2 separate regions of the Capsicum annuum genome follow, and region 1 is linked to region 2. The links are chromatin contacts, called in public Hi-C maps. All regions are on one chromosome and are shown on one strand. Each heading gives the region's core, a stretch centred on a gene start, on an enhancer-like site or on the middle of the called end of the contact. The rest is flanking DNA. Distances are from core to core; before and after follow the strand shown.

Region 1 (3,756 bases), core at 192-2,691, 290 kb after region 2:
AAAGACAATTTTGTCTAAAGAAAAGTCTTTTAATGAAGGGTAAAAAGTTCAAATCACTTTTCTAAGGGTTTTCAGACTTTTAATAGATTATATAGATTATAGATTTGGATTATACTTGTATTTGTATTTTATTTTTATCGATATGTTTTTATTCTTAAATAATTATTTTATATTTGTATTTGTAAGTTGATTGTATATTGTATTTAATCGTGACTATGTACAATTTATTATGAGAAAATATTCTATTTCTCCCTTGAACTATACCCAAAATGGCTGAGACACACCTCAACTTAAAGGGGTCTTATTATCCTTTGAACTAATTAAAAGTGTAATTTTGACACCCTTAGTGTCTATGTGGCACATATGTGGCACAACACACTGAAGGGTCCACGTAGGCATACGTGTGTGCCACATATGTGTCACGTAGGCGCTAAGGATGTCAAAATTATACTTTTAATTAGTTTAGGGGGTAATAAGACCCCATTAAGTTGAGGTGTGTCTCTGCCGTTTTGGGTATAGTTCAAGGGTGAAATAGGGGTATTTCTCATTTATTATTTGTATTTGTATACAAACAAGCAAATGCATTAATTGTATTTTTTCTTGATTCTAAAATATATAAATATATAATGTATCATTTGATACAAATGTACCATTTTGTATTTGTATATCAAAATTATCATTCATATTTGTAAGAGAAAATACCCAATTATCCCCCTGAACTATACCCAAAAAGGTTATGACACACTTCAACTTAAAGGGGGTTTTATTACCCCTGAACTAATTAAAAGTGTAATTTTGACACTCTTAGTGCCTACGTGGCACATGCATGGCACACACGTGTGCCTACGTGGATACTTCAATGTGTTGTGCCACATAGACACTAAAGGTGTCAAAATTACACTTTTAATTAGTTCAGGAGTAATAGGACCCCCTTTAAGTTAAAGATGTGTCATAACCTTTTTGGGTATAGTTCAGGAGGTAATTGGGTATTATCTCTATTTGTAAATAAACAAATATCACTTAATGCAAATACAATTACAAACAAATGAAACAAATGATTTTATAAATACAAATATAATATGTATTTGTATATATTGTATTTGTATAGAAATTTAAATTATATTTATTTGTGTGAATAAATACAACTCGTATTAATAAATACAAATAAGTATTCGTAGAAAGAAAATCAATCGTTCCTTTTTAATTTAAAAAATACAAATGATAGTTCGCATTTATACTTGTATTTTATAGTTCGCACTTGTATTTATATGTTGTAGTTCGCATTTATATTTTTATTTTACAGTTCGTATTTGTATTTGCATGTTATAATTTTCATTTATATTTGTATTTATAGTTCACACTTGCATTTGTGTTTTGCTAGTTCGCACGAATGAAAAGAAGAAGAAAAAATAAAAGAGAAAATACAAAAACAAAAAAAAAAGGAGAATAATAAAAAATAAAAAAAGAGAGAAAATATGTGAGCAAGAGAGGGGATATCAAATTGTAATTAGGAATAACTACTAGTAATTAAATCAAATTTAAGCTAAATGTAATTATCCAAAACTATTTGAATTTGAATATGAAAAGAACGCCCGATTTCCCCAAATGCAGACCTAGGGTTTGGGTTTTGCAATAATCAGAGGAAATGGGGGATTCATCATCAGGAGAAGAAGAAGGGAAGGTTCGAGGAGGAAGGCAGGAGCTAATTGTAGATGATGAGTTGCGGGAGATGGGTAAAAAAGCAGCATGGAGTGTCAGCTCTTATAAACCGGGCAATGCTGTTCTTTCCCTTCGCGATGATAACCTTGATACCTATTGGCAGTAAGGAAAATGTTTTCTTTCTGGCTTCTCTACTTTCTTAGCTCATTTTTGGGTTTTTGTTTTCTGTGTATGTATGCAGATCAGATGGTGCACAACCTCATCTTGTTAATGTTCAATTTCAGAAGAAAGTTAAGCTTCAAGTAGGTTCTATCTTATCTTATTTACATAAATACTTACGAATGGCACATGTCATTGGTTTGGTGCATTCACGGGATGCGAATTAATTTTTGCAGTCATGTGTTGTAGCTAATCACTTGAACACTGAGACTGGTTTAATATCTTTGTTATCTGTTTCTTTGTGTTATTTATCCTCAGTTAGTCGTCCTGTATGTTGATTTCAAGCTTGACGAAAGCTATACACCTGGTAAGGTCTCTATCCGAGCAGGAGATGGCTTTCACAACTTGAAGGTAATAGTATAATGGAACTCTGAGATTAATTGTCAAAGTCCTGAATAGTTATACCATTAAATTTTCAGAAACTTGAGACGTTATGTCATTTTTTTCTATTTTGAAGGAGATAAAAGCAGTGGAGCTTGTCAAGCCAACTGGATGGGTGCATATATCTTTATCGGGTAATGATCCGCGGTAAGAAATCGAGACTTTGGTCTCATGATTTGGCAAGTTTTTGACTTATTTCCTTCACTTCTTCTTTTTTCAGATTATGTTGCATATTATTCAGTAGCTTTACACAATTCAGTCTTTCTAGAAAGTTTATGATGCCAAATTTGGTTGTGTTTCTACAAGACTACAACCACTATGAGGTATTCCAATAATTAGAACTCATTAACCCGACAGACCACGTGGACATAAATGCGAAGAAGTATTGAATTTAAAAATCTTAAATTGTTAAACAAGATGTAGTTTCTCTGATTTCTCTTGCCAATTGATATTGAGAACATTCTTTTCCTTTTTAATCATAGATGTAACCCGAGTTTGTTAATGTTTAATCACACACTTATACTGACACGTTTTGTAGGAAAAAGAATGATTTTTGATGGTTATATTTGCAAAATGTTGATGATGGGGACTAAATACTAGCAAAGCTATGAAAGACTTAAGTTTCTTTCTTCAGCATAAGTGAGTGGCTATATCTGAGCAAAACTATAATGAAAGATAATAGTATTGCTTTCTTAAAACGTAAATGAAAGTCTTAGTTTGTATTTGGGCCATATTTGGTTGAGTTGTAAAACAAGAGAATTTGGAGTTGAAAAAAGTATTTGAAAGTTGAAGTTGTGTATGGCCATGAAGTTCACTTGAAAAAGTGTTTGCACATGTTGAAGGCTTGTGGGTCGAAAGTATCAGTTGAAATACTGATCAAACCATTATTTCAATTTCAATGTCTATATTTTAATTAGAAGTTGAATTAATCAGCAAATTGTGTCCAAATATTCATCTGCAAATAATATTCATGTCCAATGGCACCAAATCTAAATAAAACTAATGTGGAGGACTTTAGTCGATTTCCTTACGAAAAAAAGAAATTTTAGTTGATTTTGTGGAGCTACACGGAGGATTAAATTGACGAAGACTAGAATGATTTAGTCGTTTTCCGCTTAGAATAACGAGGGACAAATTCTACAGGGCGGTAGTCCGTCCGGCCATGTTGTATGGAGCGGAGTGTTGGCCAGTTAAGAACTCGCACATCCAAAAGATGAGGGTGGCAGAAATGCGGATGTTGCGCTGGATGTGTGGGCTGACTAGAGGGGATAGAGTTCGGAATGAGACCATCCGGGAGAAGGTTGGTGTGACTCCAGTGGAGTGCAAGATGTGGGAAGCCCGATTGAGGTGGTTCGGACACGTGAAGAGGAGGGGCATGGATGCCCCGGTCCGTAGGTGTGAGAGGCTAGCGTTGGATGGTTTTAGGCGGGGTAGGGGTAGGCCGAAGAAGTACTGGGGTGAGGTGATTAGGCGGGACATGAAGCAGTTACAGCTCAC
Region 2 (4,180 bases), core at 27-2,526:
TTTAAGCATATACACCAGAATCAAAGCAATCATATCATCTTATGAAGCAATAATGCACATTCAGTCTCATTTGGTTCTTGGTTTAGGTTTCGGAAGAACTGTATCCAAAATGTTCTTTAAAATAATTACTTGTTTGGACTAGATTTTGCCTTGTATCTGGACTTGATTGTTACTCCACATAATTGGTTGGTTACTGTATACATTGTTTCCGGAGGTCAATATGACTTGAATTTGCAAAACTAAGTTTCAGTTAGTTGCCTAATTTTTTAAAACTAAAATAATTTGGCTTTGCTGAAATTGTTCTGTTTGAAACCAAAATAATCTGGTTTCCATAATAAAGATTGCTTCACTTGAGGCTTTTTTTTTTTAATTCTATCAACGTAAAAAAGAAGATTACTCATATGTTCCCGACCTTCTCTTAATTCTTTTGCTGTTATCTACAGAATTGTATGAGAATTAGATATAAAAAAGACTTACAATATCTGCTTGAGCCTGGATTGCCTCAAAATGAACTTTCTCTGCAGCAATATCTGCAAGCCGTGTTTTTTCCTGCTGTCTCATTACGTCAAACACCTTTCAACAAAAAGCAAAAAACCCAAAATCAGATTAATTCGTTCACCAAAAAGAACCTGGAATCCAAGCTGGCCCAAACACAACGGTTATCAAAAAAGAAAAGAACTCACTCACCTGTTTGTGATAGGGAGAGCTGTTGATTTCCCTAAGAGCTTTTGCACCCCTTTCTAAGGATTCCGGGTTAAACCCACCTCTTGAATCTTCAGTAGAATCCTTTGCATCTGATTCGGAAGTGTCCGCCGTCTGAGGAGGAGGAGGAGTCGTTTCCGATGAGAAAGGGTAGAAGCGAAAAGGAGAGTCGGCGTAAGCGCGGGTGGGGAAAGAGGAAGAAGTAGCAGCAATGGCAGCAGCAGCAGCCATTGCTGCCACTGAAAGTAACCTCGAACCAGTCATTATTATTACTAAGCAATTATTTGCAACATTGATGTTAAGCTAAACAGAGTTCTTCAATGTCTTGTACGAAGAGTTAAAACCCTGTTCAATGTCTTCTAATCAATCAATTTATTTCTAAATATTATAGACTGCGTATTAATTGATTAAAATAAATGACCACTCAATAAAAAATAATTTCAATATAATTAATTCAAATATAATTTATTTCATTATTACTCAATCCAATATAACTAATTTTGATATAACTTATTATTGTAATTTTAGTGCTGACATTTGTCGAACATTTCTTGTGCGGGGAGTAACCGAACCCCGGGAGTTTGGGCCAATTGGTTATGCTATATACTAGGAAAAGCCAGCCCAACTTAGGATCCATTTGCCATGAAAATTTTTTCCTTTTTTATGGAGTTAAAAATTATGGTATTTGGTAATAAAAATTCATAAAATAATTTTAGAAAATTTTTCTGAAAAGGAAAAATAGATTTTTGTTATTTTCATAATTTTTCAACTCCAATTTCAACTTTTATTATTTATTATTACATATAACTCCGATCTTTTAAATATTTACATAAAACTCTCCTTATAACATTATTTTTTCAATATTACGTATATAACAATTTTAAAGAATAAGATAATTATAATTTCAAACTTAATGTTATCCTAATTAATATATATCTCTTTTTCTCTCTCATCATTATTTTTATCCCTTATTTAATTTTCTCCTTTATTTAAGACATTATTTTACTGCTAATTTATATTTATACGCATAAATATATAAAGTATTTTATTTATATCCATAAATATATAAAGTATTATATTTATAATAGAAATATACAAAGTATGTTATATATAAAATTTATACCATATATATACCATATACACACATATATACAAAGTATTAAGAAACATACTAAGCATATTTATAATATAAATATACAAAGTATGTTATATATGAAGTTTATACCATGTATATACCATATACACATATATAAAAATACAAAGCATCAAGAAACATACTAAGCATATTTATATATTTATGGTATATGATATAATATACCATAAATATGCAAAGTATGTTTTACATAGAAATAATTTATTCACAAACAGTAAAATCTTTCATGTATAAGAAAATTAAAGAAATAAATTAGCGGCACCCTAAAATTTAATAACAACTCATCATTTCCTATTTTTTAGGAACGGAAAATTAAGGAAATAAATTAAATAAATGTCTGAAAAAATAAATTTTTTTGAAAGATAATATTTGTTACCTAAAAAAAAGGAAGTAGTGATCTGTTAATATAAATCCATATTTAAAATTTTTCAAATATGAAAAAATGGCTATTAATGTAAATATTATATATGCCATAATTGAAATTCATTAAATATGGCCATGTATATGTAATTATTTTTATAATAGTGGCTAATTGTGTTCTTTTTCCATTAGTAGGTAAATTTTAGTTGGGTGATTTTGATAGTTTGTAAAAGTTAGGGCATAAAATCATATTTAAAAAAAATAATTCAAAAGTCAAAAAAAATAATTCAAAAAAGACATGATCAAACACAACTCCGACTCCAACTCTAATTTCAACTCCAACTCTGAAAAATTTTAGTTTTTCATAGTCAAACGACTACTTAATCGTTTCAAAGAAGAGGAAACTACAATATGTCCAATGGTGAATAACTTTACTTTTTTTTTTTTCATAAGAAAATTCTACAAAATATCTTTTATTATTATAAAATAAAGACAAAATATAAATATCAAACTTAAAAAATGAGAAAACTAGAGAATTTTAGTGATGCATTTGTTACTATTTTGATCTGTTGCTTAGGAAAGGAGATAGGGCGTTGTGTAAGGACTGTAAAGTCATCCTGAGTGAGAATCTTTCGACCCAGCATAGGCTCTTGGTTATGGATTTGGGTATAAAGAAGAATAGAAAGAGGAGGACTAAGGAGTGTAGACCGAGAATTAAGTGGGGCGGCCTGACGCCAGTGAATGCGTGGGAGATAGGGGAGAGGTTGGCGGGGATGGGGGTGTGGGAGCGTAGGGGGGACGTGGATAGTATGTGGGACAGGGCGGCAAGGTGCATCAGGGAGAATGCGAGTGAGGTGTTGGGTGTTTCTAGGGGACGGGCCGGGCACTATCGGGGGGATTGGTGGTGGAATGAAGAGGTGGAGAAGAAAGTGGGGACCAAGAAAGGGGCATATGCTAAGTTGGTGGAAAGTAAGGACGAAGAGGAGAAGCGGGTAAGCAGGAAAGAGTACAAGCTAGCGAGGAAGGAGGCGAAGTCAGCAGTCACGGCAGCTAAGACGACCGTTTTTGAGAGCTTGTATGCAGGGTTACAGGAGAAAGGAGGGGAGAAAAAGTTGTTTAGACTCGCTAAGTCTAGGGAGAGGAAGGGTTGTGACCTCGATCAGGTGAGGTGCATTAAGGGGGAGGACGGTAGAGTGTTGGTGGAGGACGGCCACATTAAGAAGAGATGGCAGTCGTATTTTCATAGGCTCTTGAATGACGAAGGGGATAGAGCTATTGTGTTAGGGAAACTGGAGCACTCAGAGGAGTGTCGGGATTTTAGCTATTGCAGACGTTTTAAGGTAGAAGAGGTTAGACAGGCTGTCCGCAGGATGCGAAGGGGTAGGGCGACGGGGCCGGATGAGATCCCGGTGGAGTTTTGGAAGTTCGTTGGAGAGGCTGGTGTAAGGTGGTTGACTGGATTATTTAATGAAATCTTCAGGACGGCAAAGATGCCCGAGGCGTGGAGGTGGAGTACCATGGTCCCTCTCTATAAGAATAAGGGGGACATTCAGAGTTGCAATAACTATAGGGGGATTAAGTTATTGAGTCACTCTATGAAGATCTGGGAGAGAGTAGTCGAGGTGAGGCTGAGATGGATAGTGTCTATTTTGGAAAACCAGTTTGGATTTATGCCCGACCGCTCGACGACGGAGGCAATCCACCTGGTGCGGAGGTTGGTGGAGCAGTATAGGGAGAGAAAGAAAGATCTGCACATGGTGTTTATCGACCTGGAGAAGGCATACGACAAAGTCCCCAGGGAGGTGCTTTGGAGATGCTTGGAGGTGAGTGGAGTACCGCTGACATATATCAGAGTAATTAAGGATATGTATGATGGAGCGAAAACCCAGGTGAGGACGGCGGGAGGGGACTCAGAGCATTTCACTGTCCTGACAGGATTGCATTAGGGATCTACTCTTAGTCCCT

The links. Hi-C and Micro-C count contacts between places; a contact is called where the count stands out from the background.
Region 1: a Hi-C map of bud shows a contact between it and region 2, with 5 times the contacts expected there. The contact joins the promoter of LOC107858524 here to the promoter of LOC107858525 in region 2. A contact is called at or near these places in 4 of 5 Hi-C or Micro-C datasets (bud, leaf and placenta).

What each region holds. Positions count from the first base shown.
Region 1 is chr2:73,072,196-73,075,951 of UCD10Xv1.1, forward strand. It overlaps LOC107858524 (anaphase-promoting complex subunit 10), which reads left to right and starts at 1,442. Exons shown (of 6, transcript XM_016703226.2): 1 at 1,442-1,821; 2 at 1,901-1,961; 3 at 2,137-2,229; 4 at 2,336-2,406. The coding sequence starts at 1,646.
Region 2 is chr2:72,784,577-72,788,756 of UCD10Xv1.1, forward strand. It overlaps LOC107858525 (ATPase family AAA domain-containing protein 3C), which reads right to left and starts at 1,277. Exons shown (of 8, transcript XM_016703227.2): 1 at 688-1,277; 2 at 478-573. The coding sequence starts at 966.